Regions from separate parts of the Gossypium hirsutum genome. Here region 2 is linked to region 1. A link is a contact called in public Hi-C data. All regions are on one chromosome and are shown on one strand. The core of a region is the stretch at or near the end of the contact, and the rest is flanking DNA. Distances in the headings are between cores, read along the strand shown.

Region 1 (6,788 bases), core at 1,332-3,831:
AAATTATAAAATACAGTGGAACATTTAATCTTATGTTGTTAGTTAAAAGATGAAGGAATTTCATATTGTCTAGGAATAAGCTGCAAACTTATTCATAAGTCTATATATACACATATCTCATATCTCACATTACTTAAGAAAACAAGGGAAATGAGATTTTGGGTCTATATAAAGGCCTGTTTGTAAGTTTTATTTCCACATTAATTGGTGGCACCAAAAAAATTATAAAAAAAAAGTACTGCCACTTTTGTTTTATATAAAGGCCCATTCTTGTAAATTTTTTAAAAAAATGGCCTTTTTTAGAAATTTAGTCATTGGAACACAAGTAAAAGAGTGTTGATCAAGAAGTGCTTTACTAAAACGGGCTGACTTGAATGTGTTTTACAGGGCAGAGGGGAAAAAAGTGCTGAACTGGACGTGCTTTTTTTCTTTCCCCTGAAAACGACGCTAGCTCAGCACGTTTTAGTAAAATCGAACAATTCCTATTATTTTTTAAAAAAGTGAGCCATTTTTGTAATTTTGTAGGGAAATGGGTTTTTTCTGGTCAATTGGTCGTTAGATTTGAGTTATAAGAATGAAAAATGGACTGGTATTTATAGCAAAATAAAATAATTGTTGGGCTCTTTTAAAATTTTACCGTTGTCTCGTTTGAATTTTGATTGTTAGGAATATTACTGTTGGAGGAAAGCACATCCAACTGGACACGTTTTTTTTGCAAAATCAACCTATTTCTTTAAATTTAAAAAAAATAATTTGAAGAATTTAAAAACGACATATTTTTATAATTTAACCTTATATTTGAATCAATATTTAGTGTTGATCTTGATTCCTAAATCCAAATTTAGGAAAAAAATTTATAAACACCTGATCCGAGTCCAGCTATTATTATTATTACCTCTGATTTTGTGAAGTAACATCCAGTAATTATGAGATTCGAATATTAATATCCAGAGGTTCTTCTTCCATCTTCATATTACAAAATTTATATAAAAGACAGAAGAGAAAAAGAAGTGTAGACAGGAAGGTCCTGAGCCAAGTTGCCCTCCACTAAGTATACTAACATGAATACATGATGGAAAGCACGTGCTTCAAGCTGTTTAATATTATAGACAACCAATCTTCTCATTCTCTTTTCCTCTTTTAAACAACATATTTGTACATATATTTAGGTGGGTCAGTGGAGTAGTAAATCTTACCGATTTAACTCATTTATATATATAAGGTCTTTAATTAATCAATCTCGGATTAGCATAATAAGTAGCATTGAATGAAATACCAATTCTTTTTAGTTTTTTTTGTTACTACTTGTTATTGTTGTAGTTAAGAAAAAAAAACAGTAGTTACCACATTATTTTTTTGTTATTTATATTCTTTTTTTTAATATTAGAATACGTGAGTTTGAGCATACTTATACGCATTTGATCCTTCTATTTAAGTTGACGAGAAATTATGAATAATTTTAAGCATTATATAAAAAAATATTTTGAAATTTTCTTACTTAGTGATTATAAGCTCCTATTAACAAGAGTCTTTTTTTTTCAAGTATTAAATAGGAGAAAAAAGTGGAAAAAAAACTGTAAACTTCAATCTAAAAAGAAAAGATTTTGTTTTGGTCTAAATTCAATCTCATTTTTTTCAAAAGTTTATCAAAATCAATCAATATAATATAAAAAATCAACAAATGAACAATTAATTCAACTCAAATTAACTAATAAAATTAAATATAAATCAAAATCACACATATAATAAAATTTGAACATAAATCTCCCAAGTTTTTGTACTTCATCCTTGTGGTTAAAATTGTTTAGTATCAACATTTTGATATTTAAATACTTTCATATAGGGATAATATTACTATTGAGTTTAAACTTTCGTTTAATGTGTAATGTAATGTGGTATCTATATGAAGAAAATATTTAATTTGATACTTATATTATTCTACCATATATCAATGTACCTCAAAGCTTTAATATTGTTCAATTTACATGCTAATTTTGGGACCATGAATAAATGAATGTGACATGTAGTTATATAAGGATTTTGGATTTTGAATATGATTTTAAGCAATAAACAATTAAAAAAACTTTAAAAATTATAAGATTTTTCATTAAAATTGAATTTAAAAAATTATATTCAAAATTTAAGAGAATATGTGACATTCATTTATTCATTATTGTCAAGTGACCGTATAAATTAAATGATAGTAAACATTTGACAGAAAGTTTAGGAGAGATGAACCCTTTCATATAACATCATTTATGAAAAAAAACTATTATTTATTGTTTAAATCATATTTCTTAAAAAAGAAAAAGGAACAACATATTTCTCTTGTTCCGAAAATTTCCATGTCCTAAAGCGAAACTAAAGGGTCCCAACCAAAAAGCCAAATCCAAAATTTTCGCTAATATTTCCGCGTATTTCAAATTGCGGCTCGGCTGATGGGTTCGGCTTCTACTCCCACCATTGACCAAAAGTCAAATAAAAAAACCTCTAATTTCCAATCATAGTAAGACACGTAAGTTTTCAATAATTTGACCATACAACATCTCATATTCTTCTCTTTTTATGTAAAGTCACAGTCTGTATATGATCAGAGTGAAAATACTTACATTTCTTTTCTTCCTAGTGCTTCGAGAAGCCATCAAAAGAAAGTTCTCTCTTATCTTTTTCTAGGGTTTGCTTCTGAATCTGAAAACTCCAACTTTCCCTCTTGTTTTCTTGCCTTCCGAACACTCCTTGGTACGACTAACACAAGCGATGAACCTAAAGTTAACGGTAAGTTCGTGAAAAAAAATATTAAAAAGAAAAGAACAATGAAATTTTCTCCTTGTCAACTGATTTTCCTTCTTTTCCAATGCAATAAAAGAAATAAAATCTATTGTTCTATCCCTCAATTTCCTACAATTTTAGTTTTTTCTGTTGTCTGAAATCTGAACTGTAAACCGACAACGTTTAACTCAAATCTGTCTTTTTCATAGGTTTAGTTTATTCTGTAGTTTTTACTTTACTCATTTTTTTCATCCCCCGAAAGATATGCTAATAAGATCTAAGCATACTACTACTCGTAGAAAATAAAAGAAAAAGTGGCAATTTTAGGAAAAAGTTTGATTTTGTTTTCATTTTTTTTGACGATTAATAATGGGTTTAATCTTCATTCATTGTCTTGTTTATAGATTTGTAAGATCTGAGAAGCAAATTTAAGCAATAAAAAGGAAGGGGCGGAATTGATTGAAAGAAAAAATATGATGTCAAGGCAAAACTTGGGCGAGATTGACATAGAAAATTTACTCCCCGGCAAAATCAGGAAACGAGGGTGTTCATCTTCAGCTTCGTCGTCATCATCAATTATGCAAAACTACAGATTCAAGAGGGCGATTCTAGTGGGCAGCAAAAGGGGTGGATCCAGTACCCCCGTGCCTACATGGAAGCTGATGATGAGATCGCCTTCAATGGCGTCAATGCTACGAGCTATGGAGTCTCCTAGGTATTCAGGATCACAAAGTGGGAGTAAATTGAAGGGGCAGCAGCAGCAACAGCAGCCGGTTTCGGCCAGGAAGCTGGCGGCGACTCTGTGGGAAATGAATGAGATACCGTCGCCTAGAAGAAAGGAAGGAAATGAGGAGAGGAGGAGAATGAAAGAAGGGAGAGAAAAGGGAGCTGCTGCTAGGTCGGTTCATTCGGGTTCTTTGCCTCCTCACTTGTCTGATCCTTCTCACAGCCCTGTTTCTGAGGTCGGTTGTTTTTTCCCTTTCCCTTTTAATTTCTTTTTAGAAAAAAATAAATATATTTTAAAAAATTGCATGTTATTTGTCTTCACCATAGGAATGGAAATTTTAGGAAAAAAGGGTCATTATCAGGAAAGTGATCGCTCTCAAGGGATTTTTTTTTTGGAATATTATGGTTCTTTTGTTCTTTTATTTGTTTTCAAGGAATGAGCAAATAGTTGGGGTAGGTTTGGTTTATGTTGTGTATTCAAGATTTGACCAGTTGATAACTAATCTATTGAATTTTGTGACTTTTGAGTCGAGTGTTGTGGTTGTAGTTTTTGCTTTTAGCTTTTAAAGACCCTGAATTATCACTTGGATCTCCTTCTTAAAGAAGCACGTAAGATTCTGCTTTTGGTGAAAGTACATTTTTATCAGAAAGCTGTAATACTAAAAGTGTTTTAGGATGTAACCCCATCCTCATCAAAACACCGAGTTTCTATGAAATATTGTAGGGTTAATTGCAGTGCTGCATCAAACCAGACTTAAATTTCACTTTTAAATGATACATTTCTCAATAAGAAAATGGTGCTTAGCACTTCAGCAGAAGTTTGTGATTTAAGACTTACTGGTTTTTTGCTTAGTTGCCAAATGTGCTCAAATTTAGTAGCTTGATGATTTTATCTCTTCGAATGCCAAGTACTCAAATTTAGTAGCGTGATGTTTTCCACTCCAAATCTCACTCGTCTGTAATTGATACTGTTTCCGACTACTAAGCCTCAAATACATGCAGCCAAAATCTACTACTATTCTTTTTTCAGTGTAATGATAACCTAACCTATTGATTTTGCACAGTATATCTTTTTGCTTGGATAAATGATTCTGGTGTTATATTGGTTCCTCTTCAGAGAACGGATCGATCTGGAACTGGTTGTCGCCAGAGAAGAGCGTCATCTGTTTCCCACAAGCTTAGGCATACTGACAATAATGTTGGGGTGTTGGATTCGGTTAGCAATGCCAGTTTAATGGAGGTATTCCTCTTGGATTTTGGAAAGGATGCAATTGCCTTCTTTCTCACCATTTCATATATAGTTTTTAAGTACAGAATACAAGGTAGAAGAGAAACTATTCTATTTTATTTTGAATATTTTTATGAATGTTTATGTATTTTAATCTTCTTTAGCTCACCGTCATTTCAGAGTTTGCTAAGGTGTAGGGTAGTTGAGATTATGGTGAGTGCAAAGGAGATTAACGATCTTTATTTGGTAATGCAGATTGAAACTAGATCTCATGCCCAGACTCCCAAGGGATCAACTGTTGGTGTTAAGACTCGTTTGAAGGATGTTAGTAATGCCTTGACAACATCTAAAGAACTATTAAAAATTATCAACCGCATGTGGGGTCATGAAGATCGTCCCTCGTCAAGTATGTCCCTTATTTCAGCTTTACATGCTGAGTTAGAGAGAGCTCGTCTTCAAGTCAATCAGCTTATCCAAGAGCAGCGCTCTGACCAGCATGATATCAACTATTTAATGAAGTGTTTTGCTGAAGAAAAGGTAGCATGGAAAAACAAGGAGCAGAAAGTTGTCGAGGCTGCTATTGAGTCTATTGCAGGTGAACTTGAGGTGGAGAGAAAGTTGAGGAGACGTTTTGAAAGCTTAAACAAGAAGCTTGGGAAAGAACTAGCTGAGACTAAGACATCTCTTCTGAAATCAGTGAAAGAACTTGAGAGCGAAAAAAGGGCAAGGGTTGTAATTGAGCAAGTATGTGATGAACTAGCCAGGGATATCAGTGAAGATAAAGCTGAAAGGGAAGAGCTGAAGAGAGAGTCTGCCAAGGTTCTTCAAGAGGTTGAAAAAGAAAGGGAGATGTTGCAGTTAGCCGATGTGTTGCGTGAACAGAGAGTTCAGATGAAGCTCTCTGAAGCTAAATATCATCTTGAGGAGAAGAATGCAGCTGTCGACAAACTGCGGAACCAACTCGAAACTTTTCTAGGTACAAAAAGAGAGAAAGAGAAAGGGCACTGTTCTCTAAATGAACCTAACAGTGAGGAGATTGCTGCCTATTTAAACAGAGTCCATTTTGGTTCCCATCCTAGTGAGGAAAATGAGGAGGATGGAGAAGTTGAAGATGCAATTGAATGTGAAGAAGACTCGGCTGAAAGTGATCTCCTAGAATTAAATATGGACAACAACAGCAGCAACAACAACAAAATCTACAAGTTGGCGTATGCTTCTAATGCTGCTCGTGATTCAAGAGAACCTCAAATAAATGAAGACATCACAGGTAGAAAATCTGCCTCTAGCAAATTACCAAGGAGGAGTACTTCTCTACAGAGGAGCATGTCAGACGGAGTTGATTGGGGCATGCAGAAGGACAGGCATCAAGATTCTGTTGATAATGATTTAGAGTGGAGTAGATTTACTGAACTGGAGAAGCAAGTAGAAACAAAAGGTTATGGAGATGAAATGCATGGATATAAAGCTGTAAAGGGTCTTAGGGAACACCTTTTATCTGGTACAAGGGCAGGTAGGGTTTATGCTAGTCCAACATGTTCTTCAAGAGATATCAACAATGTAGCTCAAGAGAGGCCACCTTTGGTGCCTGGTAGTGTTCCGAAGTCGAGGTTGGCAGAATGCAGGAGTGAAGCCAATAATGCTAGGAAATCAAGATGGTGAAATACAATTTTGTTGAGTATATGCTTTGTTCACCATTCTCTAGTTCCCTTCTGACCTTGCAAAAGTGAACTCTGGGCAAGTGGAAGTAGTTCCAGATCGAGCTTGTTAGATTTGACAGCAAGAAGATTCAGGATTTGGATAGAAACGAGTTTCTTTTTTTCGTTGGTTACTGCTTTGTGTGATGATTCCTCTAGAGGTGCTCAAATTGCAATGATCGCTGGTCAACATGTTATGTACCAGTAATTGGACCATTGATATGATCCAGCATCTTTTGTAGAGCCTTTTTTTTTTTTTTTTGGTTCCTTTTTACTTAAAAGGAATCTATGCTAATTGAACCAGTTTTATCTTGTGCAAAGTCTTGCGGTATAATTGAAATGTAAAAAATGCTTTAAGTGTTCAAAATCTT
Region 2 (6,716 bases), core at 751-3,250, 190 kb before region 1:
AAACTCTCAAGACTCATATCATATAGTTTTGTTTTTATTACAATATTAGGGCCTATCAGTTCACCACTCTGGTTTCTATAGCATGTGAAACTTAACGAATGACATGGGAGAGATTCCTTCCAAAAACCCTCATGTTGTTGCCCAGATAACATGCTTTCACAAACATATTATTATTATTATTACAAAACTTGCACTGAGAAGTGAGAGGGAATAATCAGCCTATGATTAAGCCAAGTTTTCTTGGAGTACTGATGCAATATAAACCTAGCTGAAAAGAGAGAGAAAGGGTTGTTCCAATTGGATATTGGAAAATCTTATCTCATCTATTTATCATCTCTTTTCTCCATTTTGAAGGGAAGGGATTCATGGGTTTTTTTAAAAAATAATTTATTTAAAACGTTCAGTCCCCCACAATGGTTTCCTTGCTGCTTTCTAAAACTAGGAATGGCCAAACATCAATAATGCTTTCATGCACGTGAAAAAGAAAATACTGTTCTCTCAAATCTCATTCTCTTCATATTAATATTATAGCAGGCTCAAAATTTTTTATATTTTAAAAAAAAAACCAGCTTTTCACCTAATATACCACAAACAACTTAGGGAAGATGGACCACTCCTGGCGTTCAGGTCAGATCCCCCTAATCCTTTCAGTATTTTTTTGTTCTTTTAACAAAACAAAAACTTCTTTTCACTGTTTTATTTTACTGTTTCTTCTCTTTTTTTTCTTTTCTCACTGAATATATAAACCTAACAAGCCTGTTCATCTCTGTCAGATTTTACAATGTAGTATGAGATTTTTCACTGTTTGAAATGATGCAAAAATTAAGAAAGAGGATCAAACATGTGGCCCTGATTACCAAAAACCCTGCAGTTTGGGCGTGGCGTTGGATGGTAACCTGATTACCCATATTGCGTCAGAATTGGGCCTACTGAGTACCCTCTTTTCAGTTACTTGCTTAGTAACATGGGGTGTTTTCTAAATTGCAGAAAATTCAATCGACAAACCCTCTTTTTTCTTTCTCAAGGTTCATCTGAATACATTTGTTCTGCCCAATTCGGCAAATATTTTTTACTTTATAATATATATATCTCCCAATCACAAGATATATTGGAAATGTGAATTTCAGAAACTAATTTTCTTTTTGTAGGCAAAGTGAAAGGAAATCAATTGTAATTGCTCCAATCCCAGCAATGTTTATGATTTAACATTATCCTTTCTATTTTCATTCAATGATGATACACTTTTTAGATTTCCCCCCTCAAGTATTGTAACTCCGGAATCTGAATAAAAAATTAGTGTGTATTTTATCTTTACTTTCCTATTAATATTTACACGTAGAAATTAAGTATGAAGTCAATACCTACTCTTCCCCAATTTTGAACTAAAATTTTAACCCCAAAGTTTTGCGTTACACAAAGCACGTATAATGATTGATCGGAAATATAATCTTTTTACTGACAGTGTTAGAAGCATATAATGGAAGATATTACTAAAGAAATAGTCATAAATCTAGAGACAAAAATAAACTTATATGTAAAAAATATTTTACTCACACAAAACTACATTATTTTTTTCACAGTAAAATTATTATAAAAATTTTTATATTAAGAGTTAAATTATATTTTACTCTCTTTATAAAAAGATGTTTTTTTATTAAATTTTTTTATTTATTTTTAAAGTTAAAAATTGAGTAATTAATTTAATAACGAAAAATCATACTTTAAATATGAATAACAGAATAATCAGGTAATTATACCTATTATGTTTATCTTATTCTAATAACAAAAACTAATTTTTAATAGTAAACACCAATGTCATTTAAAAAAACACCAATTTTATTTATTTTTTAAATAAAAATAAAAATATAATTCAGTTCTTAAAGAACACATATTTTTTACCTCTTTTCCAGGAAAAAAAACCTTAAAATAGTTTCGAGGCTGTCAAGTACTTCAAGAATTCCCGGTTACCCCGACCCTCTTTTCTCTCTCTTTCACTTCAATCTTACTCTGTTCTTCTCTCCTCTCACTTCCTCCCTCTCTCTCTTTCATTGTCATATCTTTATCTTTGTAGCTGCATTAAATAGTTTCCACATCAAACTCATAATCATCACGCCTGCCCTCTTTCACCTCACTCTTCCATACCTTCCTCTCTTTTCTTTTTCTCCACACTTGCTCTAAAGCACCCATCTCTTTTCTTCTTCGCTCTTTTGTCTCTCAAATGTCCATTAACCACTTCCAGTAATTCAAACAAAACAATCCAACGACAAAACAAACTCCTTCTATGGAACCAACCCAAACCCCCCCTTCTTCAAAGCTTCACAACCCTTCCTCAATTTCCCTTGAAAACTCCCCCTGGACCTCTCACTTCTACCCCTCCATGTTCCTATCCTCCATCCACGCTCCCCGCCACTTCAACCTTAACCATGACGACGACGAAGAACTCGACGACCAAACCTCCACTCTCAACACCCTAAACCCTAAACCAAATCCCCCTGAAAACCACCAGCTAGGCCATGAAACGGAACCCATGTTTGAAAAGCCCTTAACCCCCAGCGATGTTGGCAAGCTGAACAGGCTTGTTATCCCCAAACAACATGCCGAGAAATACTTCCCGCTAGGCGGTGACTCCAGTGATAAAGGGTTGTTGCTAAGTTTCGAAGACGAGTCAGGCAAGTGTTGGCGTTTCCGCTACTCGTATTGGAACAGCAGCCAAAGCTACGTGTTAACAAAAGGATGGAGCAGATACGTCAAAGAGAAGCAACTTGATGCTGGTGACATTATTTTATTCCAAAGACACCGCACGGATGGTGATAGATTGTTTATAGGGTGGAGGAGGCGCGGTGCAGCAGTGGTGGTTGTACCGGCAGCTACTGATGGCGGAAACGCCGTGATGGAGAATGATAGCGGTGGTGGTGGGGGTGGAAATGGAGGGTGGAGTAATAGGGGATTGTATCAAAGGTATCCTCATCTTGGACACATTCAAGGTGATCTTGAGGCTAATGTGCCATACCAACCTGACTGTCTTCATGCTGGTATATATTTATTTGTCGCATTGTAAAACTCTTATCTATTTATCTTCTTCAAAGAAATGGGTTTTATTTATAAAATTTTTTAGGAATAATATAAAATTGAGAATTATTGGCACATGGAAGTGCGTGAAAGACACTTTCCAATTACATGGGAGCAATGTGGTTGTGTAAGACTGTTTCTGTAATTTGTTCTTTTAAAATTCTACTAACTCCGGAACGACCATTTATTATGGGGATTAGGAGTACCAATATCTACATAACCCCATCTATGTGTGTGTTCCAAATGATTTTGTTACCTTCACTTTAATTAGTAAGCATTAAGAAACCTTTTCTTATGATAGCTTCAAGTATTCTTCTTCCTTTGTGTCATTGGAATAATAAAACAAAAAAAGCGAACAAAAGTAGATGGAATTATTCAGTTAACATTTCTGGGTAGCAACTTGGAGTTCATGGATTAATATTACATATATTGAGAGATAGAAGTGTTTTTTATTTGCCATTGCAGGAAGCATTGTTAAAAACCAAGCTACAGCAGCGGGGAACCCAAAGAGGCTGGTACGGCTATTTGGAGTGAACCTAGAATGCCACCAGCTAGACGAGTCTCCACCATCCACGCCTGCTAGCTCGATGGTGTCGAGCCAGGGTCCAACAGCCCACCAATTTTATTAGTTCTCCCTCCTACACTTGAAACTACATGGTAAGCAATGCATTTATAATAATTAATAAAATATCGAGATGCTGCATGTCTGTTAGCGACTTGATTTTTGCTGCTGCTTCTAATGAGACAGATGAACAAAGCATTGATAAAGGAAGGTCGACCACTTAGCACGTGGCCTATTTGTATTACCCTAATTACTAAACTATGATTAAGTAGCGACGTGGTTTTCTTTAGTCCCAACCATTTTCCCTTATAAAATAATGTCTAAAACAAGACATCAATTAGTGAACCAATAAGTGCCCCATCCAAGCTGTCGAATACAGTAGGATTTTTCAGGATAATATAATTTTATCTCTAATAAAAAAAATTAAAATTAAAATAAAAACGGGCCCCTAAGTAGGCAGGCAGTTCATAACTTCAAATCTACTCAATCCACTTTTATGTAATCTGTTCTTTTTTCCCCTATGATTTAATTTTGTTTTCACCGGAAATATCATGATAAATCATGCTTTGTAGTTCGGGTAAGCGACAAACCGACCGAGCCGAACTTTGCAATGGTTTAGTCTGCTAAGGAAGTAAGTTACTGGTTTGAGTCTAGATAGCCCATAGAATTCAACCAAAATAAAGGCTTTAAAAATGTTAAAATATTCCAAGTAGCAATGATGCAATGATGAGATTGGGAAGTGAACTGGAGAGAGCCCACAGAAACCCCAGATTGTTAGTTAAATTCCAAAGTCAAGATTATAAAATCAACATATTTTTTGATGCAAAAAGAGCTGGTCATTCATTATTGGCGATTATAAAGTAATTTACTGTATGTTTGAGTGTATGATGATTTGTTTTGGGTGTTTATGATTGTAACAGGTCAGGAATGGATATCGTCCCGAGACATGAGGCGGATGAAAAAGATGAGGGAGGGATAAGATCTGAAGATGTGACATCCAGGAATTGACTTTGAATATTGAAACCCCACTTGGAAGGTCGAAATTAGAGAACGTTTATGTGAGAAAATAAAAGCAAAAAAATATACTATATATATTTCTTCTTAATTTTATTTTTCTTCAAAGTGGACGAAGCTTAATATATCTATATCTATATATGTCAAGAATTAGGCAATTTTCCATTTCCGAGGCAGGGAAAGTGAGAGAAGGTGGGCAATTTGAATGATGGAATTGAGAGTTGGGAGTAAGAAGGGTGGGTGGTGTGGTAAGCAAGTGCCAAATGGGGAAGATGGGCAGTTTCCACATCTTATTTGAGGGACTGTTGAGATTCAACATCTTTATTTATTTATTTATCAAGAGACTAGGCATAATAATGGAAGGGTATGGTGCCATGGGGTTTTTTACAAAAATATTATAAAAAAATAAAAATTTATTAAAATATTACAATTTTTTTTATTTACCAAAATATATAAATTTTTTTTTATTTATCAAAATATATCAAAAAAAAATCAAAAAACAAAAAAAAAAACCTGACACCAGCCAATTAAATTGGCAGCACCAAAGGTGCCAAATAAATTGGTGGCACCATTGGTGCCAAAGTCATTGGCGGCACCATGGTGCCAAAGGAAAAAAAATGTGTAATTGCTTGCTAAGTCCTTTTTATTTATTATTTTTTTATTCCCCTTCAACTTATTTTTTTATTTAATAACTCTATTTTAATTTAATAAACTATTCTCATTTAATAACTCTATTTTAATTTAATAAACTATTAAGTAATACTTAATTTTTTTAAATTAAAATAGAATTATTAAATGAGAGAATTCTAATTAAGTGACCATCTGCAGTTTCAAGGACCTGACATGCAAATTTACTATTTTGAATTTTGAAAGTGAATTGCTGCTGCTTGCGCACTAAAATTGAAATGTGGCTAATTGCCTTCTAAGCCCTCTTTATTTATTATTTTCTTTTTATTCTCCTTCAACTCAATTTTTTATTTAATAACTCTATTTTAATTTAATTTAAGTAATACCAAAATATTACAACTTTTACAACTATTTTAATTAAGTTACTTAATAATTTATTAAATTAAAATAGAGTTATTAAATAAAAAAAATGAGTTGAAGGGGAATAAAAAGAAAATAATAAATAAGGAGGGCTTAGAAGGCAATTAGCCACATTTTAATTTTAGTGCTCAAGCAGTAGCAATTCACTTTCAAAATTCAAAATGGTAAATTTGCATGTCAGGTCCTTGAAACTACAGATGGTCACTTAATTAGAATTCTCTCATTTAATAACTCTATTTTAATTTAAAAAAATTAAGTATTATTTAATAGTTTATTAAATTAAAATAGTTATTAAATGAAAATAGTTTATTAAATTAAAATAGAGTTATTAAATAAAAAAATGAGTTGAAATAGAATAAAAAGAAAATAATAAATAAGGAGGACTTAGCAAGCAATTACACATTTTTTTCCTTTGGCACCATGGTGCCACCAATTTATTTGGCACCTTTGGTGCCACCAATTTAATTGGCTGGTGTCAAGTTTTTTTTTGTTTTTCGGTTTTTTTATATATTTTGATAAATAAAAAATTTTATATATTTTAGTAAATAAAAAAAAGTTGTAATATTTTGATAAATAAAAAAAGTTTGTAATATTTTGATAAATTTTTATTTTTTTATAATATTTTTGTAAAAAAACCCGTGCCATGGTGATGGTGGGTGGAGGTCCTTGATTAGATGGATGACAGCCCAGTATTTTCAGCAACCCACTCTTCTCTCTCTTTGTGTAGCCAAAGCTGTTTTTGATGCTCTCCTGTGTAAGTTGCAAAAATCTGAATAGAAAGCCTTATAAATAGATATCATTTTCATATATTTATTCTCTATAAAAATATTCTTGAACCCTTAAAATTTGTTCTGTCCCCAAGTTAGAAACTTTTTCGGAGAGCGGAATTTAAATTATAAATTTTTAGAGTTAAAATTTAATTGTTATTTTATTAATGTAAAATTTTACAATTTTTAAGAGATTAAATTATAATTTCTTTTATTTGTAGAGAGGATATAATTTAATTTTAAATTTTTAGAGGGAT

What was found. Hi-C and Micro-C count contacts between places; a contact is called where the count stands out from the background.
Region 2: a contact with region 1 is called in a Hi-C map of leaf, with 2.1 times the contacts expected there. The contact joins the promoter of LOC107948253 here to the promoter of LOC107948778 in region 1. A contact is called at or near these places in 6 of 34 Hi-C or Micro-C datasets (hypocotyl, leaf and petal).

Annotation. Positions count from the first base shown.
Region 1 is chrD04:34,232,659-34,239,446 of Gossypium_hirsutum_v2.1, reverse strand. LOC107948778 reads left to right here and starts at 2,581. Exons shown (of 4, transcript XM_016883421.2): 1 at 2,581-2,775; 2 at 3,174-3,731; 3 at 4,613-4,735; 4 at 4,979-6,788. The coding sequence starts at 3,243. The coding sequence ends at 6,382.
Region 2 is chrD04:34,421,336-34,428,051 of Gossypium_hirsutum_v2.1, reverse strand. It overlaps LOC107948253 (B3 domain-containing protein At2g36080), which reads left to right and starts at 2,000. Exons shown (of 3, transcript XM_016882738.2): 1 at 2,000-3,032; 2 at 3,535-3,726; 3 at 4,552-4,753. The coding sequence starts at 2,282. The coding sequence ends at 3,698.